Linked DNA regions of Mus musculus: all the other regions are linked to region 1. Evidence: chromatin contacts called from public HiChIP or PLAC-seq data. All regions are on one chromosome and are shown on one strand. Each heading gives the region's core, a stretch centred on a gene start, on an enhancer-like site or on the middle of the called end of the contact. The rest is flanking DNA. Distances are from core to core; before and after follow the strand shown.

Region 1 (4,074 bases), core at 976-3,475:
GAATCCTGCGGGCTGGGTTGGGCTGGGGGAGGGAGAGAACACACCTGTTGTAAACCGCCTGGAGCAGCTCTGGGAACCCTCAGAGGGCCACGTTGAGGAACAGAGCATTAAAGGAGACATGGCCAGGCGCGCTCTGGGCTTCTGGGGACACCTTCCAAAGGTTTAAAAGGACATGCTGTGAAAGCCACCAGAAATTACAAAAATCCGCTTCTCTGTGCACTCTGATCCATCCTGTGCATCCACGCAATTAGAAATTCACGAGTCTGTGACTAGTCTTTGCTGAAATGGTTAGCTAAGTGTGGCTCAGCCTTCGAAGCTCAAGGCAGGGACGCTGGGCGAATGGGCGCTGCAGCTGACCGGCAGTGACTCTCAACTTGGCCGCCCATCTATGGGATACCGCTAGCTCCAGTTTCTAGGAGTTCTGGCTAGGTAACATGGGTCTGGAATATTTGCTGAGACCGAAGTGGCCCTGGAGCTTCGTTTATCTGAATTCAGCTGAAAATAAAAAACACAAAGAAAAAGGCAGTCCGTGAGCCAGTCGCCCTGGACAGCCAGGCCCTGGGGAGCTCGCCCAGTAACCAGACTCCTGCTGGGAGCCCGCCGCTCTGCAGTCCATGAGTGGCTTTGTGAGGCCCTGACGTAGGCAACACGGGACAAGGGAGGGGACTGCGTGCTCTGTCCCCCTCTGCAGTCCTCCCCAGTCCTCCCCTCTGGGAAGGTGCCTTCGAATGCTTCACCTTGCCTTGGCTGACCAAGTTCAGAATCCAAAACAAAAGCAAGCAAGAGAGAAAAAAAAAAAAAAAAAAAAAAAACTCCCCACCTCAAATAATGACAATAAAACCCCAAGCTGCAGTAGCTGGAAGCTGAATTTCGAGAGATAGGTTGGAGAAAATAAAGCCCCGAAACGCCCCCTTCCTGCATCACCACCTCAGCTCCACATGCTCGACTGCAGCTGCGGTTGTCGCACAGAGGCAAGCCGGTAGAATCTCAGGGGTGGTGTGGGGATCCTCCGTGTCTCCCTTAGAACAGGTTGCACCATAGTCACCTGGAGAGGGCGGTCTGGGAGTGCGAACCTCGGAGAGCACGGAACCGCAGGGCCGCGCGTACGCTTTCTCCCGCGGAATTTGCGCTCGTGGGAGCAGAGCGCGCGGGTCTGCCTACCAGCCAAGTCACCCTCGAGAAAGAGCTAGGTTCCCAGCAAAGCCAATTCCCAGAGCTAAACAGGGCCCGGATGGATTCAGGCAGGATCTTCAAGGGGCGACCGCTGTAGGGATTCCAGTCTCAAGCCACACCCGGGCTTTCTGGGAGACCTGGGTGGGAGCGCATTATTCCTCGGACCAGGCTTTGTGAGTAGCAGTCACTGCGGATTCCCTAAGGGACTTAAAAAAAAAAAATCAAGTCCCCATGCCAGCAGTCGGGGAAGCCTGGGATTTTCTGGGCTAGGGTTCACGATCTGCCTAAATAACCCGATTTCTACACTGCAAAAGGACCAGACCAGGAGATGTAAGACAGAGGTTTGGGGCTTCGGGACCTGCATACTTTGTCTTTTGGGGTACAGCCCTAAGACTGAGATCTCAGGAGCAGGCTGCTGTGAAAACAATCACAAGTTCAAGCCCTCACAGGTGATAACCAAACCACACCAACACTGCGGAACCCGCTTTCTCCCACTTGGGGTCTATATATGGGTTAAAATGACACTTGTTAACTAGAAGGTAACTTCCCATGGCAAATCAGGGAAACCTGGTGGTTTGGGGTGCTGGTTTCAAAGCCAGTCCCAAAGCGGAGAATCGAGGCTAAGTCCAGGGGCACACCAGCCCACCCCACAACTCGGCCCTGCGGGATGCCGGCGCTCCGCACCGCTGCGCTACTCACCTGCTGCGCGGCTGCGGAGGCCCTGGCGCCAGGAGAAGCGGACCTTCAGTCCTCGCAGAGCCCTCTGGTTCTCTGCAGGAGAACAGGGTCTCCAAAGACCAAGACCCAGTCCTTAGCACCCGCTGACTCACCCCACCACTGCTGAGCCCTCAAACTCCGGGCTCGCTTCTTGCTTCTCCTGGATATTTTAAAATAAAGACTGAAAACAGAGAAAAGAAATGACAAATACAGCGATCCAATAACTCCACGATCACCAGTTTGATATTCAGTTCCTGGACACAGAAAAGAGCGGCTCGGAACTTTGCAGCTCGGGTTGACGTAGTACAGGCAGGCTGTAGCCTAGCGAGTACCGTAATCTCCAGCTGTTACCGTATTCCTCTGCAGCAACCCGCACATTTCGTAAAATTCGGGGTTACTGTCCTTCTCCTTCTTATTTAAAAAGTGGATTTCGTCTCTCTCCCTTCCTGTTTCTCTGTCCCATTTCGATCTCTACTTCCCGTTTACCCCTTCCTCTTTTTTACCCTCATCCCTCCACGCTTGATACTGATCCCCCTCCCTCTCCTTCCCTTCTCTGGGTTTCCCCTATCAATAGGCTGATAAATACATTAAAGAACAAAACCAAATAAAAAACCAACCAACCAAAAGCAGACTCCCTTCCAAGTTCTTACTGAATAGATAATGTGCTCACGGAAATTCCCCAAAGGTTACTTTGAAAAGTTTAGTCCAACTCCCGGCCCGGTTTATTTCAGTCAAGAAGTCGCCTGGCAATGGTGGTAGTGGCATGCCTTTAATCCCAGCACTTGGGAGGCAGAGTTCAAGGCCAGTCTGGTCTACAGAGTGAGTTCCAGGATAGCCAGGACTATACAGAGATACCCTGTCTCGAAAAACCACAACCACAACCACAACCAAAACCAAAAAAAAAAAAAAAAAAAAAAAAAAGGAAGTGTGTGGCTGGTGGTGGCAAATGTGTAGGTGCTTGACATTATTTGCAGATGTTTAAAAAGTACACAAGCCCAGAGAAAGCTCCTTAGACTTGGTTGCAGTAGTTCAAGGAAAATAAAGTCTTTTAAAATATGACCCACCTTTCATTTGGTTACACGGAGTTTTAAAAACTATATGCTCTCAAGGCAATCTCTCCCTCAACCAGTGTCTATAAGTGCACTTGTTTCCAGTTCTCAAAAGAAAATATAACCTTGGAGAAGAGTTTCTTCTCTTTTGTTACTTTTTTTTTTAAACTTGTTTGAGTGGAAAACGTACACAACCAATTTTATTATTTATCTCGTCTGGACAAATTCCACGCTCTGGTTAACTTAGGACTTCGTGAAGTCAAAAGAACTTCAGAGAATTAAGAACAAACAAGAATTTTCCCATTCTGGCTCCCGTTTCCTATGTCTTTCATTGTTATTGACTCGGACAGAGGATGAGTGTTCCAAACACTTGCTAGAATCCCTTAAATCTTGCGATGCTGAGCTAACCTTGGGAGCATGGGGCTACAGCTGCATGTAGCAGGTACAGTCTTCTCTTGCATGTATATATGAAACAATAACTTAGATCACAAAAGCCCTATATTTCTGCTCCCTTTCCTGAACAAACTTGTGTTAGCATTACTCATTTTCCAAAAAAAGATGTTTAGAGAATTTTTTTAATTCGATATTTTCTTCATTTACATTTCAAATGCTATCTCCTTTTCTAGTTTCCTCTCCGAAAGTACCCTATACCCTCCCCAGCCCCACTCCCCAACCCACCCACTCCTGCTTCCTGGCCCTGACATTCCCCTGTAATGGGGCATATAATCTTTGCAAGACCAAGGGCCTCTCCTCCCATTGATGGCCTACTAGGCCATCCTCTGCTACATATGCAACTAGAGACAGGAGATCTGGGGGTACTGGTTAGTTCATATTGTTGTTCCTCTTATAGGGTTGCAGACCCCTTTAGCTCCTTGGGTACTTTCTCTAGCTCCTTCATTGGGGGCCCTGTGTTCCATCCAATAGTTGACTGTGAGCATCCACTTCTGTATTTGCCAGGCACTGACATAGCCTCACAAGAGATAGCTATATAAGGGTCCTGTCAGCAAAATCTTTCTGGCATATGCAATAGTGTCTGGGTTTGGTGGTTGTTTATGGCATGGATCTCCAGGTGGGGAAGTCTCTGGATGGTCTCTCCTTCCCCCTCAGCTCCTAACTTGGTCTCTGTAACTCCTTC
Region 2 (4,074 bases), core at 1,027-3,526, 180 kb after region 1:
TAGCATTCACTTCGGGCATTGCCTGATGTGATGGTCAACCTTAGTGGCCAGCTTGACAGGATTTCGAATGGTCATAGCAATAGGCCTCTGGCATGTTTGTGATGAATTTTCTACATTAAGTGAATTGAGATGAGAAAGCCTACTATAAATGTGGGCAGCACCATTCCATGGACCCTGCTGAAAAAAATGGAGAAAGCCATCTGAGACCAGCTTTCTCCTCTCTCTGTTTCCATGCTGAAGATGCTATGTGAACAGGCACACACTCATGCCGTCTTACCTTCCCTGCTGTGATGGACTGTACCCTTAACCACAAGTCAAAATAAACTCTTCCCCGCTCCTTATGTTGTTACCTGGTATTTTGTCAAAGTAATGAGAAAAGTGACTTAACACCCATCCTCTGTGGTTTGGTGCACACCACACACATAGTTGTTATCACAGAACCACAGGGAACAGCCCTCCTCCTCACTCTGCCTATTCAACTCTCCTCCCCAACTAACAGTAGAAAACATCAATTTCTCTGTTCTCTAACTTTTTCCGGAACATAGGCAGAGATGGAGGAATCTTGTGGATGAGGGGGAGAAAGGATTAAAAGATCTGGAGAGGTCAAAGATGCCACGAGAAAGCCTGCAGACTCAATTAATCTGGGTTCATCGTGACTCATAGAGACTGACCCACCAACCAGAGAGCATGCATGGGACAGACCTAAGCTGCCTTAGTAACAGATATAAAACTTGGTTTTCATGTGGGACCCCTAACAACAGGAGCAGGGACTGTCTCTGACTCTGTTGACTGCCTTTGAATCACTTTCCCCTAACTGGAAGGCCTTGCCTAGCCTCAGTAGAAGAAGATGTGCCCATTCCTTCTATGACTTGATATGCTAGGGTAAGTTGATATCCATGGGAGTTCTCCTCTTCTCTGAGGACAAAGGAAGACCAGGCGTAGGGAGAGGGGAAGAGAGAGAAAGGGACTGGGAGGAGAAGAGGGGAAAGGAAGCTCTGATCAGGATGTAAAGTAAGTAAATTAATTAATTAATGAAAAAATAAACTTGATCAATCCTTAAAAAAAATCAGAAATTCTAGTTACATTACCTTTCAGACAGGCCACTTTCACTAGCAATGTACAATAGCTTATTCTCCATAGGTTTTCCCTGTTCTATACTTTCTATTCAGAAGGACATAATTGAGCATGTGAATCTATATGTCACATATGTCATATGTATTGCAGATTGTATGTCACCACGGTATGTAACTGACATGTTCCTGAGTAACGTTATGGTCCTGGGTGCACTGCAGTTTCTTGGTCCTGATGTTTTTTATTGATTCCCGCCATCCTTTCATGACCATTGTGCTTTCTTGGGTCCCTGCCCCTGCCCATTAGGCAGTCTGCCTTGCTTACCATCCAACTAGTGTAACAAGGAGAGGCCCAGGTTCTTGAGCTGCAGTCACTGCTCAGATGTACTCCCCACAGCTTCCATCTTGGGCAACAGGCTGTTTGTTTAATCTCATTGTGCAATTAATCCATTGTGGTTCCCAAACCTCCAACTTCATCATCTTTCCTCACAAAGCTGTATCATTGGATTGTCCTTCAGGTCCTGTAAAGGACAACAGAGACCCTGGCTCCACACATCTTAGATGTCTCACTGACAGACCCCTGAATGCTAAATAGTATCTCTCTAAAATTTCTGGAAATAGATGGGGGCCTGCATTATTATCAAATATAAACAAATAGAGTATCCAAGCACATGTTACCACTTAACTATGTGTGAGCTAGAGGAAGGAATAAAGGATTCATTTTTGTCATTTAAAATATAAGAGGACAAATGGGTTTTAGATGAAATTTCCTTGTGAGAGAAACACTGACCATAAAAATAAATTTATTGGAAAGAAAGAGTCAACGAGCCTAAACATTAGCAAGAATTTTCCAGCTTTCTTCTGAACATCAGAAACTAATTGCACCCTATTTCTTCATCTTGCAGACACAGGCCAGGTGTTCCCATCAAATCAATAAGGAGAAAATGTCATTAGATGGCGTCACTGTCTCCCACTGGGAGTCTCACAGCACTGAGTGCAGGAGAAAGAGCTGTCTGAAGTCTCTGCAGCTGGATATACCTGAATATGTCACCCCACAAAACATGTCTGAGCGAAGGCATTCAACAGGTAAACAAGCAGCTACAGAAAGAGCTCCGTGAGCAGCAGCCTGCCTCGAGACGACAGATCAACTCGACTGAAGCATCAGCTGAGAGGCATCTGCTCTGCACCTCGGCAACAAAACAGAGCTGAATCCTAATTCTCTACTTTGCAAGAGATGGCTATTTTTAAAAGCCTCTCCAGGGTGTAAGACTCTGATGAGCTGGTGAGTAAAAACTGTCTAGCCTCTGGAAGCAACATCCGATAGAGAGCCGGCAGGGCACTGGCATTCAAAGGCTCTTGCTGATTCCCAGGGGCAGGATTCCAGCTATTCTCTGAAAGCCTGCTCACCCGAGTGGTGTGAAGGACCGGGAAGCTCAGCTTGGTATTGGAAAGACACTTAGCTCTGCTTCCACCGGCAGCATGAAGCTTATGGAGAGAATATGCTGCTGGTGTGCACGATGTTTAAAGTGTGGTGGTGTGAGAAGCACGTCCCTTGGATAAACTAAGATAGAGGGCAGAGGAAGAGGATGGTAGATGTGTGGATTTAAGACTGAGAACAAACCAACCAGCTAGCAAGAGCGTTACCATTTGACAGGCTGTGGGTGAGGTGTTTAGAGCAGAGGGCATGAGAGTGTGATGAGCTAGGGTGAATTAGAAGCGTGGCGATCATGGCATTTAATGAAGTTCTGTTATCAAAGGCAAACATACTTTCCCAGGAAGGAAATTCAGCATTTCAGAGGCTGTTGTGGAAGCCAAAGGAGTATTTTAGGTTTGATTTGAAGTTGATTTTGAGTCATCCTATCTGAGCCTAACATATATAGAGATGGAATGGCTTAGTGAAATTGAAGGGACTTGGGAAAACCTTTTCTAACTCTCAAACACTCTATAGGGCCAGACTGCTCTGCTCTGCCTCTCTGGGTTTCCAGCCAACTAAAGATTCATTCACACCACAGGTGGTCTCCAGTGAAGCCCTTACTGGTCTTCCTGAGAGCATGGAATAGCTGCTTAGTAGTCCTGATCCCTGTACAAGCTAGTATATGCAGCCTTAAGATTTTCTAGGACCTTGCTAATATAAGGTAAACTGAGGTAGTAGTGGATCTTGAGAGGCTAAAATGGGTCACAAAAGATAAATTTGAATATGAGAAACATTGAATGAAGGCTAGTTGGATGGACTTCTACGACGGAAATTTTACTCCACAATTTGAGGACGAGAGGATAAAGATGCATTGATAGAATAGAAAGAGAAAGCCTAAGAGACCTGGGAAGAGGACTGTTGCATGCAGACTGACTGGGGGCACAGGGAGGGTATCAGAAGCAAATTGCAACTGCTTGCAACTTTCTAAGTTCATCTCTACAAATTAAAGCTACAGTACCCCCCTTTTCTTCGTTCATAGTTTCACTTACCAGTTTTAGGGAGACAAAGGCCAGCTGTGATCTGAAGACTGTAAGTGGACCTTCCAGGACTAAAGCATTCAGTTTACATTGTTCATGGGGAGCGGGTGAGATGGCTCAGCAGGTAGAAGCACTCGCTCTACCAGCCTGATGACCCAAGTGTGATGCCTGGAGTCCACGTGAAGGTAGAAAGGGAAAACCAACTCTATGAAGTTGGCTGATCTCCGAAAGTGGACCATGGCGTGTCTCTACACACTAATAATAAATGAAACAAAAATATTTTTAAAAGTTAGTTGCACCTTATTCTTAACAGCATGAAGAAGCCTCACAACATCCTACTGTGCCTTGCGCAGGATATGAATCACCCACCCCATTTGTCCAGAGTATCCATGCTGTATACACTACCCACCCCGGTAGTCACAGTTACCAGATTAGCTGTTGCTGCATCACACTGTTGTATAGGAGCCAGTACTATCAGAGATTTCCTACATCCACTGATCTTAGAATGTTCCCACAAGAGATGAAGGAACTACCTACCATATGGAGGTCTAAA
Region 3 (4,074 bases), core at 513-3,012, 160 kb after region 1:
AATCTGGAAACTCCCAGATGTACCCAGAGATTTGTCTCTGGCATTTATCAATCCAGTCAAATTGACAATAACATTAAATATCTCAAAATAACTAACAGCAGACTCTAAATACTCTATGAGAAAATGAAAGTATTTGCAATGATGGATGTTCTAATTAACCTGGATCCATCAGTCCATAGCATATACAAATGCCATCATTAAATATACTTAATTGTTGTCATTTAAAATGCAACATTTTAAATTCTAGAACTATAAAATTTTGTTGCCATTCATCGTTGTATACATGACCAGGAACATTTACATTAGCCAGCCCACTGAAGTCCTTTTATTCCACAGTGTTTTACAGAGCCACCTAAGAGACTCTGAGGTCTAGCACCATGTACAGCCCCAAAGTTTAGCTAAGACCTTAAACCCTACATCCCTGAGGCAGTCTCGCTCTTCTGAGCTCAGGTCTGCACAGGAAGCTGCTTCTCATGTTCGGACTCATGCCTGAGATTTCCAGCAGAAACATTTTAGAGGGGTTTCATTTGCTGATGGAGTCAAGAGAGGAGCTAACATTGTTAGGTGTCCAGCTTATGCAATTTTCTTGATGAGTGAGATTCTTCACTATGGAGTGTGCTGTCAAGAGGAGAATGCTTACGAAGAGAAAGCTTCGGAGTAAAGCAATTGATTCCCACTTGACTAAAATGATGGCGCACCTTGCACTGGTATTTTTAAATATATATAAATTTATTACGGGTGTAATAGGAACAGAAGGGACTCGGCTTCCGATGGATTCAAGAATAGGTTCCCTTTAGCCTCGGCATCTCTCACGAGCTTCTTGGTTTTGCCTTTCCTCTCTGTTAAAGACAGCTATTACTAGTACTTCAAAGGATGAGTATACATTTTCAATCCTTTTGTCTCTTTGTCTCTTTGGGAAGTCACCCCCACTCAATTCCTCAGCACAGGAGTCTTTCTTCTAACCTGCTGTACTCCATGTTGCATTGATCACCCCAGGACAGCAATCCCTTCAGGGAGTTCTCTCAGCTGCTTTGCACAAATCTGCAGGGGCCAGTGACAGTGTGTCACATCACAGGTCTGAGGTCTGGGTTGGCAGACATACCCCTCCACCACCTAACTAAAATCCTTCCAACTGCCGCCCCCCTGAGGAAGGGAGGCTGTGTTCCTTTCCTCCTACGGCTCAGTTCCGGAACCCCGGTACTTCATTTCAGTGATATAGATTATAGATGGCATATCTTAGAATACATTAAAAAAAATCTCTTAATGGGAATTACAACCCATATTTCAGAGTCCTTTCCTCTGTGGAATTCAGTGTTAGAAGAAGCTGTTTGTGTCAGGGCAGTTTTAAGATACACAGCTTGCCAAATTTAGGGTGATATATACGTCTGTGTTCCAAAGACCAATTCTTCCTCCTGGGATTTTTATAAATCTGGATAAAGACACCAGCTATGGTCACGCAGACCCAGGATCCTTTCCAGAAGCCTGCTTCAAATTAGCATTAAGGCTGAGAATGATTATCACGGATCTCCTTCTTCAAGGGATGGCTAACAAGACGTGACATTTAGGGCACTGACCCAGAAGGTTAGAATGAGGGATTCATTCTTCTGGCTTCCATAGCTTGGTGCCTCTGGCTCACAGAGTTAAGGACACACCAGGCGTTTGTCCCTTGTGGATTTGGGATACTGGCCAGGGCAGGTGCAGGCACACAACCGATCGGTTATCCATTCTCTGAGTATTTTCAAGGAGCCATCAGAGTTGCCATGGGAACAGGAGGACCCTGGGAAGCAGGATATAGAAGCCTCCTTGTCCCAGCTAGAGCTGGTTCCTGGGCTGCAACCCCCAGCAGGTATGATGGCTTCCCAGGGTTCCCTGAGAGCCTTAAGTGCTCTGTGGAGCCCAGGACGGTCATAGTGGCCTTAACCACAGGTCCCTTCCCATGTCCTGCTCGGGACTTGTTGACAAGTATTTGAAACCGGACGCCCCTGTGGAGTCCTGTGGTCTCCTGTCTGTTTCTTGGCTGGGGCTATTTTGGTCTTTCCACAGCACATTTCCCTGCTGTTAAACGCACAGAGAAAAGGAGGAGAGACCCAGAAGGGACAGGAAAAAAAGCCAGCAACAGTGCCTTTGGAAAGGAGTCCTATGGCTACCATTTCTCAATTGTTTTGGAATCACAGGATTACCTCAGCAAGGCGAACTTAGCTAACTTCTGTTAGCCTCATTTGTGAGACCAGAGAGGTCTACTGCTTAGAAAAGGTCACACAGCCACTTGGCAGCACCAATGAACAGGCGTTAAGGGGTCATGGGTGTGTGTATGACTCCACAAAAATGTCCTATCTGCTTTCCCTGCAGATCGCTAAATGTAAATAGTATTTTCTATCTGACCAAAGTTAAAGAACACTCTAGAAATGTATATTTATTTAAAAGTTGTTCTCTGACCTCAGCAGGTAAACCACTGTAAGTGTACACATATACACCGAAATAATTATTATATTATAATAAATAAACAAAATATATAATAAAATGTTTCTCATATCATATCATATCATATTATTTATTCATCCTTTGGGTTTTGAGGTTGAGATAGGGTTTCTTTGTGTAGCCCTGGCTATCCTGGAACTCTTTCTATAGACCAGGCTGGCCTCGAACTCACAGAGATCCACCTGACTCTCCCTTTCAAGTGCTGGAATTAAAAGTGTGCACCACCACCCAGTAAAATACTTCTTTTAAAAAACTTTCATTAGGTGGCTCAATGGTGCAATCGATAGTGCATTGAATTTCTAAAAACTTATATTGTTTGCCTAAACGTATCCATAGCTTTGTCTTTTTTATATAGACACACATATCAAATGTCTAAGAAAGGGGAACATTTCCTACTCATTCATTCATTCAATCAACCTAGCAGCTTACATTTTTCTTTCAGGAAGGAGCCCTACTATTTTATTTAAATTTTATATGTTAAAACTATGTAAACATTAAATTTTACGATATCAAGATTAAGAGGATTAACTTATATGTTAACATAAGTTAAATGTGTTATAAAATAAATTATACATACCATATAAAGTATTATATGTATTATGTTTTATGATGTACTTATGATTTTACTTTTACAGAGTGTATATGTTTATGGATAGTTTTAAAATGACACATCTGGCTGGGTGATGCATACTTTTAATCCCAGCACTTGAGAGGCAGAGGCAGGTGGATCTCTGTGAGTTCGAGGCCAGCCTGGTCAACAGAGCAAGTTCCAGAACAGCCAGGGTCACACAGAGAAAACCTGTCTCAAAAAAAAAAAAAAAAAGGAGGAGGAGAAAAAAGAAGTATATGAAACATCAACTCACAATGGAGAGGATTCCTCTTCTGGCCTTCCTTCCATAGGGACCTCTGCACATGTGGTAGACATAAATACCAGTAGGCACACAGACATACACATAAATTTTAAAAATCTAAAATTATAAGCAAACCATTCTGAAATAAATATATATGATATTATCATATATGTGCTAAATATATAATCTATATAAACACATGTGTTAATAAGATCGACACGAACAGACCCCATTATACATTATACACATAACACAGCATCATCCCCCAAGTTTATCAGCCCAGCTTTTAACAAAATACATTCTTGGCGAGAATCTCTGGTGAGATTCAAGCATGGAAGAAAACAGAAGCCAGAAAGAATAAATGAATAATTTCTGGTACTTAGCATTTGCTGTCTTGTCTTCTTAAAGAAAACCAGATCTTTTCCTAGCGTTCACAAAAGCAACAGTTCCCAATCTTTACATGATACAATGAAATCAGGAATTTGACATCGTGTTCACATAAAGACCCAGAGACAGCGCCAGAGGCTGCACAGAACTTAAAATGAGTCCTCCTCAAAAGCTATGCAATAACATAGTAATTTGAAGCCACAAGCAGAAAATGCATGCTAACTGTGAAACACTACAGCAATTAATTCCAAATAATACCTAGGAGAGGAGGAGAGAGGAGGAAAGAGGAGAAGAGAGGAGAGAGAAACATAGAGACAGAGAGAGACAGAGAGACAGAAACAGAGAGAGGGACAGAGAC

What was found. HiChIP or PLAC-seq counts read pairs in DNA pulled down with a chosen protein or histone mark.
Region 2: a contact with region 1 is called in an H3K27ac HiChIP or PLAC-seq map of SST interneurons, with 4 times the contacts expected there. The contact joins the enhancer-like site here to the promoter of Adra1a in region 1. A contact is called at or near these places in 3 of 39 promoter capture datasets (embryonic stem cells and stem cell-derived epiblast-like cells), 2 of 484 Hi-C or Micro-C datasets (cerebral cortex and forebrain), 6 of 115 datasets of contacts at active chromatin or transcription factors (SST interneurons, VIP interneurons, embryonic forebrain and 3 more) and 1 of 9 other capture datasets (adipose tissue).
Region 3: a contact with region 1 is called in an H3K27ac HiChIP or PLAC-seq map of neural progenitor cells, with 10 times the contacts expected there. The contact joins the enhancer-like site here to the promoter of Adra1a in region 1. A contact is called at or near these places in 6 of 39 promoter capture datasets (the HPC-7 cell line, cranial neural crest, embryonic stem cells and 2 more), 6 of 484 Hi-C or Micro-C datasets (cerebral cortex, cortical neurons, embryonic stem cells and 3 more), 9 of 115 datasets of contacts at active chromatin or transcription factors (bone marrow-derived macrophages, embryonic forebrain, embryonic hindbrain and 5 more) and 1 of 9 other capture datasets (liver).

Annotation. Positions count from the first base shown.
Region 1 is chr14:66,633,402-66,637,475 of GRCm38.p6, reverse strand. Adra1a (adrenergic receptor, alpha 1a) reads right to left here and starts at 2,225. Exons shown (of 4, transcript NM_001271760.1): 1 at 1,873-2,225; 2 at 1-22.
Region 2 is chr14:66,448,788-66,452,861 of GRCm38.p6, reverse strand. No RefSeq gene overlaps it. Among named protein-coding and RNA genes, the nearest start is that of Gm41184, 22 kb to the left of the region's middle. Within about 2 kb of position 2,276, at least 12 of the 459 cell types and tissues checked have an H3K27ac peak or open chromatin away from gene starts, as enhancers often do. A contact at or near this core is called in SST interneurons and cerebral cortex, where this site is marked.
Region 3 is chr14:66,476,404-66,480,477 of GRCm38.p6, reverse strand. No RefSeq gene overlaps it. Among named protein-coding and RNA genes, the nearest start is that of Gm41184, 5.8 kb to the right of the region's middle. Within about 2 kb of position 1,762, at least 14 of the 459 cell types and tissues checked have an H3K27ac peak or open chromatin away from gene starts, as enhancers often do. A contact at or near this core is called in cortical neurons, forebrain, hippocampal neurons and 2 more, where this site is marked.